Regions from separate parts of the Mus musculus genome. Here region 2 is linked to region 1. A link is a contact called in public HiChIP or PLAC-seq data. All regions are on one chromosome and are shown on one strand. The core of a region is the stretch at or near the end of the contact, and the rest is flanking DNA. Distances in the headings are between cores, read along the strand shown. Region 1 overlaps Camk2d (calcium/calmodulin-dependent protein kinase II, delta). Region 2 has its middle 160 kb from the start of Gm25501.

Region 1 (3,638 bases), core at 517-3,016:
AATGAAAAAAAAAAAAGAATGAATGAATGAAAATAAGTCTAACTGACCTTGAAAACATACTATGCCTTACGATCTCAGTGTCCTAAAGATAAACCTGAAACTTTGTGACAGCTGTGCTCAGCCTGGCTCAGCTGGATAGTCCCAGCTTCTGATGAAATGAGCGCCCTTTCTCCACACAGGTGCAGGGTAGACAAATAGCAAATTCTATACTCAACACAGTGCCCAATGCAAAAACTTGCTACTTTTGAGGTTCATTAGGGAAAGAAAAAAAAAACATGTATTTTAAATTTAAAATTTATTCTGCTGAAATATTCCACTTCTCCTAAAAACACACTGTATGAGGCACTGTAATGTGAACTCATGCAATTCATCTTCAAATAAACTACATACTTCTTCTGCTTCTACAAATCACCTGGATTTATCCTGCATCCGTGACTAGGCAACCAGAGTGCTCCCTTTGAAATGTTTGCAGCATATGACATCTTGTTTCTGTTGAAAGTCACTTGACATATGTGTCCATTTGCATGTCGGCATATGCACACAGCCTGCTGAAGAAGTTTGCATGATCTGTATGCATCACCAGCCAAGTTTGTCATAAGAGCTAGCTCTCTGTTTTGTGAAGCTTAAAGCTGTGTTTCCCTCTGCACAGGAGTCAACTGAGAGCTCAAACACCACCATTGAGGATGAAGACGTGAAAGGTAGGCTTGAGGCAAAGAGTGGGAAAGCCCTAATTCACAGAGCCACATCCATCACAGCAAAGCTTGTTCACTTTAAACTAGGAAGAAGATTTATCCCAAAAGAAATTCTTTTTTGTTTTGTTTTATGAATACATTATTCTGGATAATGAATCACTCTGTGAATATGTCAGCTTTTTCACATTTCATGTGATTTAAATTTAAACATGTGTTCTGTGCAAGCATATTGTTGACATTGCAGCTAACGACTGATTTTAAACATGTCAGTCAAAAGTTGAATAAAATATATATACATTTTATATATATCATTAAAGCTTGTATAGAAAACTGTATTCAAGATTATATTCTGAAGAAGTGTTATGAAAATATTCTAATAATTTTTAACGGTCTCCATTGAATATCAATGGAGCTTTATGATTTTGGGAGCTTTTTGGCTTGGGTTTCATAGACTTTCTTAATATAGCTTTGACATCCATTTCATTTTGTTTGCCAAAGCTATCAAGCTATTGAAATCACAGAACCACCGCACAAACATGCTCAATATGTACTTCAGGTTTACTCTACTTCCTCTGACCACATAGTTGGTTTTGAAGTGTTAATTTTGCTCCATTTTCTTGTGCAGTTTTGTGTTCTTGCTGTAGCTCAGTATGTATAGCTTCCTCTTTGCTTGGGTAGAATATATTCTGAAATATTATTATAATAATAAAGATATTTAAAATAAACATTTAAAGGAGGGTAAAATATATTTGAAGAATTGAAAAAATGTGATTCATCCATTAGCTAAATCTTAACTGGGAAGTACCTTTTGTAAAAATGTCACTAAATTCTATAATTCTTTAGGTAGCGTTAATGAAATAGTCTCGAAAAACATATGAACTTGTGTTATAGAATAAATAACCAGTAAGTAGATCTCAGGTCCAGGAGGAAGATGGACAATTTAGGAAATGAAAATGGCTGCAGGCCACAGTTGGCAGTCACCTCTGCTGCTCCTTTTCTTCTTGGTTAAGTAGAGCACTGGCACTGTTCAGGCATACTCTCTGTATTACTAGGGCACTTCCCTACTTCTCTTAAAGAAAGACACTCATTGTTTCTTAGAGTGCAAATGTAGAGATCAGTGTCAAGGCTACGATTAAGTCTACGCCTCCCATTTTTGCTGAGTCATTGATATTACGTAAAAAACATATGTGTTAACCAAATAAACAGATGCACCATTTAGCTTTGCCAGTGATTCAGGAAGGATCATCTTGTGAATGTTTTAGCATTAGCTCTTCAGTTAAATAAAATGTTGCACATGGTTTTGATACCAGCTTAGGTAAGTGTTTGGTGGACACTCCCAGAGAGAGTCTAGGTCATTGTGCACCAGAACAAAGAGCTGAGCCAAGGCTGATGCAGCTGAAGTAAAGACCATTTATTTGAGAGAGAGAGACAGACAGACAGACAGACAGACAGAGACAGAGACTTCCAGCAGAGGAATTAGGCCAGGGGAGAGAGAGCTCAGAGCAGGAGTAGCCTGGCTTCATGGAGGATGGAGATGTTGTATGTTATGGAATGTGATCTTTCTGTCCCTATTGCATTGCCTGATTTTTTTTCACACATTCTCTGTTGCATGTAGTTCTATATACAGCTTCATGTATTCCATATTATAATGAACCATGGGCCACTTTAAACACTGTAAAACTCTTCCTATGAGTGGCAGGGTTCTGCTGGCCTCAGCTAAGGGTATCCTGCCCTCCTCTTTGCCAGCTACTGTTTTTCTCATATGTTATTTTTTTTTTTTTTCAGTCTTTGCTGAGGCCTACAGGTCTTAGCTTCCACCCTGCTCCCTGGTCTCTATTTTTAATCAAGTGTCTGAAAACCTATCCGTTATCCACCAGAGGAGCGAATATTTAAATAACTGAGTATAGCGAAGGGAATCCCAACACCTCAGTATATGTAGTTCATCCACCTAGGACATTTTCACACCTTGGTAATTATGAGAATGGCTTTAATTTATAATGTTTCTCATCTGAGTTTGACTTGAGCTATTAAGTACTTGCTCAGGATAACTCTCTCTTTCATTTATCTACATATCAGTGTGTCTATTACAGTCTCTCAGGTGAGCATGGGAGCACACACCTGTAATCCCAGCACTCAAGATGCTGGGGCAAAAGGACACAGAGTTTAAGGTTAAAAGTGGATATAAAATGAGGTCTAGACCTGCCCTGTGGACATAGTGAGACCTGACTCAAAGAAACAAGTCAAAATAAAATGAGCCAAAGTTTCCCTTGGGGATTTGAAAAATTGATGCACTATTTGTTTTTAGGGTTATAACAGACTTATACACACAAAATTTTAGAAATTAAGTATAAAACTAAGATTAACAAGTATAATATAAGATTAAAGAAAATGTCTAGGTAATAATTGAGCACAGGGTGCTCACATTTATTTTCTGGAACCTAATGAATAAATTTCATTTCTGCTTGATCATACTGGTATAGACCATATAGGCCTCAGCTGTCTTCCCTCTAAAATATATGCAGCCCTTTGAGAGCAGATCCTTTTAATGTTGGTAGATTCTAGAAACCTTTAGGACTATCTACGCTTCTGAAAATCACCCAGGCACCATTGTAGATATAAGTAGGTAAAAGGTGAAAGACAGGAAATGGTTTTAATGCATTTATTTTGTTGGCGATTTCTTTCTGCAGGAATAGCTCCCTCTGTCAAGTCACTGAATAATTACCTAAGAAAGGGCTGATATATTTAAGTGATGTGTATAGTTTTGCCATACTCTGTGTAGTTTAGTAGAAAGTATGTTATTGTCTTATTCTGTGAGAAGGCAAAGCCCTATCTTCCATGTACGAACTGATAAAGACAATTATATAATTTGACCAAAACTATATCCTCTACGCATGACTAATCCACATCAAGAAAATACTTTTACTTTCTTCTACTGCCTATGCTATC
Region 2 (3,638 bases), core at 459-2,958, 37 kb after region 1:
CGGGAGGCTAGTGGATCCCTTTATTTTTCAAGAGAGAGGCTATCGTTGAGAATTGGGACTTGTTGCTTCAGCTAGACTGGCTGGTCAGTGAACCCTAAGAATCTGCCTATCTCCCCAACTCTAACCTTAGTGTCAAATGCCTGTGCTATCAAACAGAATTTGTTCATGGGATGTGCTATGTACTCAAACTCAGGTTTCCATGTTTCACAGAAAGAACCTTACTGGCAGCCATGTCTTCAGCCCAACCTTTAGTCTTTCTGCTTTGATTCCACCCTTGAGCCCTACTACCCAGCTCTCCCTCCACTCTTAAACATTCCAATGCCCACCTCACACTTTTCTTTTCCGTGACTATTATGTTGTTAAAGCAAGAATACATTTTTGGCCCTTGTTTTACTTACTGTCTCAGCAGCATCTCACCCAGTGGTTCACAGTCTCCAATTGGAGCACATGTTGCTTTATACTTGCCTGGTGCTCTGCCAACCTTTCTAAATGATGCTTGCCTGATGCTGCACCAGCCTGTCTAGATGCTGCTTCTCAACCTTTGGTTAATCACATAAAAAAAAAAAAAAAAAAAACCAAAAAAAAAAAAACCAAAGTTTCTCCTACTCCTCCTACTCCTCCTACTCCTCCTACTCCTACTCCTCCTCTTCTCCCTCCTCCTCCTCCTCTCCCTCCTCCTCCTCTTCCTCCTCCTCTCCCTCCTCCTCCTCCTCCTTCTCCTTCTCCTCCTCTCCTTCCTCCTCCTTCTCTACTTCATTCATCCCTAAAATAGTTGGATCTTATCTTCATCGTTGTAAATTACTTTAATGATACTCAAATATATCCCCCGCCACTAGATCACATTTCCTAACTCCAAACACACGCACCTGCCTGACTTCTTATATGAATCAACAATATAGGTCCAATAGACATCTCAAGTCAACAGATCCACTACTTAGACCCTTTAGTCTGTTCCAAAATATTCTCTTATTGCTTATTCTACATCTCAATAATTGGCAACTTAGTTCTTATTGATCAGGACAGAAACCTTGCACTCATTTTTAGTTCTTTTTAATTTAAAAACTATCACTTTTCAAATGAAGCCATTTTGTGAGCACTTCCATCTGCTCTCTGCTAGCCTTGACTCAGATCATCCTCATCTTGTTTATATTCCTGGAACATCATCCTCACAAATCTCTCAGCTTCTCATACATACCTATTATCTGTGCTGATGCTTCTCTATTCCCAATGCAGCACACAAAGCAGCCTTGTTAAAATAGAAGTCAAGATGTATTATTGCTCCATACAAACACATGCAATGGTCTACACTCTCACTCAAAAGCAATCCCTTAAAGTTCCCTCTACCTGACTTGAACCACCATTGTCTGCTGCACCTCACTTTTCTATCAACATTCCAGAAGGGTCCTGTCTCAACAGGACCTATCCTGTCTATATATGAACTATATCCCTCAGGCGAAGAGTCCTCATGGATCTAGAGGTAGGGTGGTAGGAATCCATAAACATCAAGGATCTCATTCAGTTCCCACCTACTGATTCCACAGGCACAGAGAATTGACAGTTGGTGCATCTGCAGGGCTGTTCCACCCACCCCTGCCCCTGGAGAAGCTTGCTGTGGTGAGGGCAAAGTGCTTGGAGATGTGTGTGAGTTCTGTGCAGTGCTTCTTGTCTGCACCCCACTGCTCATCACAGGTGACTCAGAGGCTTCCACAGGAGTTGCTTAGTCATCGCAGTCTGGGAAAAGCAACAGTCATTCTCATGATTTACTTTCCACTCATCTGTGTTCCTTCAATATTATCACTTAGCAGCCTTTTCCACACCCACACCCACCCCCAAAAAGGATCAGGCACTCTACTGTGTACACCAGTGAGAAAAACTCCCTTTGGGCCACAGGCTTGAAAGGACTGATCTTCAAAACTGACATTAAGTTTACCCTCCTATATTTCCTCTCTGCAGATCAATCAAGGATGGCTTAATATAGAGCCATACATGATCCAAAAAGCTACAGGAAACTGGATGCCTTAGGGTGCAGCATAGGCACCAGGCTGACAATTGGAGATAAGAAGTGGGGAAGATAACAAAACAAAGAGTCCTTAATGTAGGGATGAAAAACAGGAGAGACACTGATCAAGCCGCCTACTATATGATTACTATATGACAGGTGCCATGGTGAAAATGGATTATATGGGCTCCTGCATATCCTGTCCTGTCCTGTCCAAGAGTCATGCTTCAGCCAAGAATTCATTAAGAACTAAACAGGTAAATAAGTTCTGCTTAAGGGTAAGTCAAACTCAGACGAGAGAAGTAGCTTAAGAAGAAATCAAACTCTAGCATACAACAACCCTTTACTTATTCCACAAGATATATCCCAAGGTTTGAGGGAGAGGCAGCCAAAGGCTTGCTCGGCCTGACCACTGGGATGATGTCATGATTCTCTTTGCAGAGAGTGAGCAAAGAGAATGAGAAGAGGAACCAGAGAGTGGGTTCCAAAGCCCCAGGTTCACCAGGAAGAAATGACACTGTGTGTCTCCATCACATTGATCTTATCATTGAGGTTCTTAACAAAATATGGTTTTCTGTTGTAAGGAAAGATACCTGCATAATCCCGAAAGCAAATTTGAACACTTTGAGCTTACAAAAAACAACAACAACAACAAAACAAACAAACAAAAAAATCCACTGCTCTGGCTTGCCATGTCACTGGCCTCTCTTACCTCTCTCATTTCTATGCATCTGGCTTAGTTCCTAGTTAACTCTAAATTTACTGGAAATAAAGAAAAAAAGAGAAGAAAGGAAGGAAGGAAGGGAGGGAGGAATGGAGGGAGGGAGGTAGGGAAAGAGAGAGAGAGAGAAAGAGAGAGAGATTGAAGTCTTACTTTTATTATTTATTTCTCAGGAGAGATTTTGTAATTTAGGCTATGATTCCTCATCAGCAAAAGATCAGAAGAGACAGAGGACTACTCTAATCTTCAAGTAATTCAACAGTCATAAAAACAGGTTCCCTCTATTCATTCTCTCACAAAGTCATACTATGTGCATTCTCTTATATATTTTGTGGGTGTTTTCCACTAACTATATAATAAAATTTAGTTAGAAGAAAATTTGCTGCTACAAGGTCAGGGTTCTACACTAACCTATATTCCCATTTGCTCAGTCATTTTTTTGTTTGTTTGTTTGTGGTTTTTTTTATCTTTGTTTAACATTCTTATGTTTAATTTGGAGATGTAGAGTCCTGATTTCGAGGTTTGTTGATGATGGACGTGGAATTTGGAACCCTAAGCATTCTTGCCAAGTACTCAATCTCTGAGGTACATCCCCAGCCTGCATTTCACTTTCATTTGAAAACATACTCTTATTGAACCCCATAGGCTAACCTTGAACTCACATATATAGTCTATATAGTCTAAACAGGGCCCATACTTGAGTTCCTCCTGAATAGCCAGGAGGTATTCTACAGGTGTGTACTACACTGTCTACGCCTCATCCAGCTGTCGCAGATCATGTATGTCTTCTTCTTTTCTTCAGACAATGAGCATCCTCTCTGATTTTTTGTTTTGGGTTTTTTTTTTAATTTGTTTTTTTGGGGAGGTGAGTGATTTTTTTTCTTTCTTTCTTTGTTTTCATAGGCCCATGATTAGTTC

What was found. HiChIP or PLAC-seq counts read pairs in DNA pulled down with a chosen protein or histone mark.
Region 2: a CTCF HiChIP or PLAC-seq map of the NIH/3T3 cell line shows a contact between it and region 1, with 11 read pairs. The contact joins two enhancer-like sites. A contact is called at or near these places in 1 of 15 datasets of contacts at CTCF or cohesin (the NIH/3T3 cell line), 1 of 484 Hi-C or Micro-C datasets (CD4 T cells), 4 of 115 datasets of contacts at active chromatin or transcription factors (CD8 T cells, cardiomyocytes, double positive thymocytes and 1 more) and 4 of 9 other capture datasets (adipose tissue, embryonic stem cells, liver and 1 more).

Annotation. Positions count from the first base shown.
Region 1 is chr3:126,809,990-126,813,627 of GRCm38.p6, forward strand. It overlaps Camk2d (calcium/calmodulin-dependent protein kinase II, delta), which reads left to right. Exons shown (of 21, transcript NM_001346635.1): 16 at 650-698. Among named protein-coding and RNA genes, the nearest start is that of Gm15551, 140 kb to the left of the region's middle. Within about 2 kb of position 1,767, at least 26 of the 459 cell types and tissues checked have an H3K27ac peak or open chromatin away from gene starts, as enhancers often do. A contact at or near this core is called in the NIH/3T3 cell line, where this site is marked.
Region 2 is chr3:126,846,598-126,850,235 of GRCm38.p6, forward strand. No RefSeq gene overlaps it. Among named protein-coding and RNA genes, the nearest start is that of Gm25501, 160 kb to the right of the region's middle. Within about 2 kb of position 1,709, at least 38 of the 459 cell types and tissues checked have an H3K27ac peak or open chromatin away from gene starts, as enhancers often do. A contact at or near this core is called in the NIH/3T3 cell line, where this site is marked.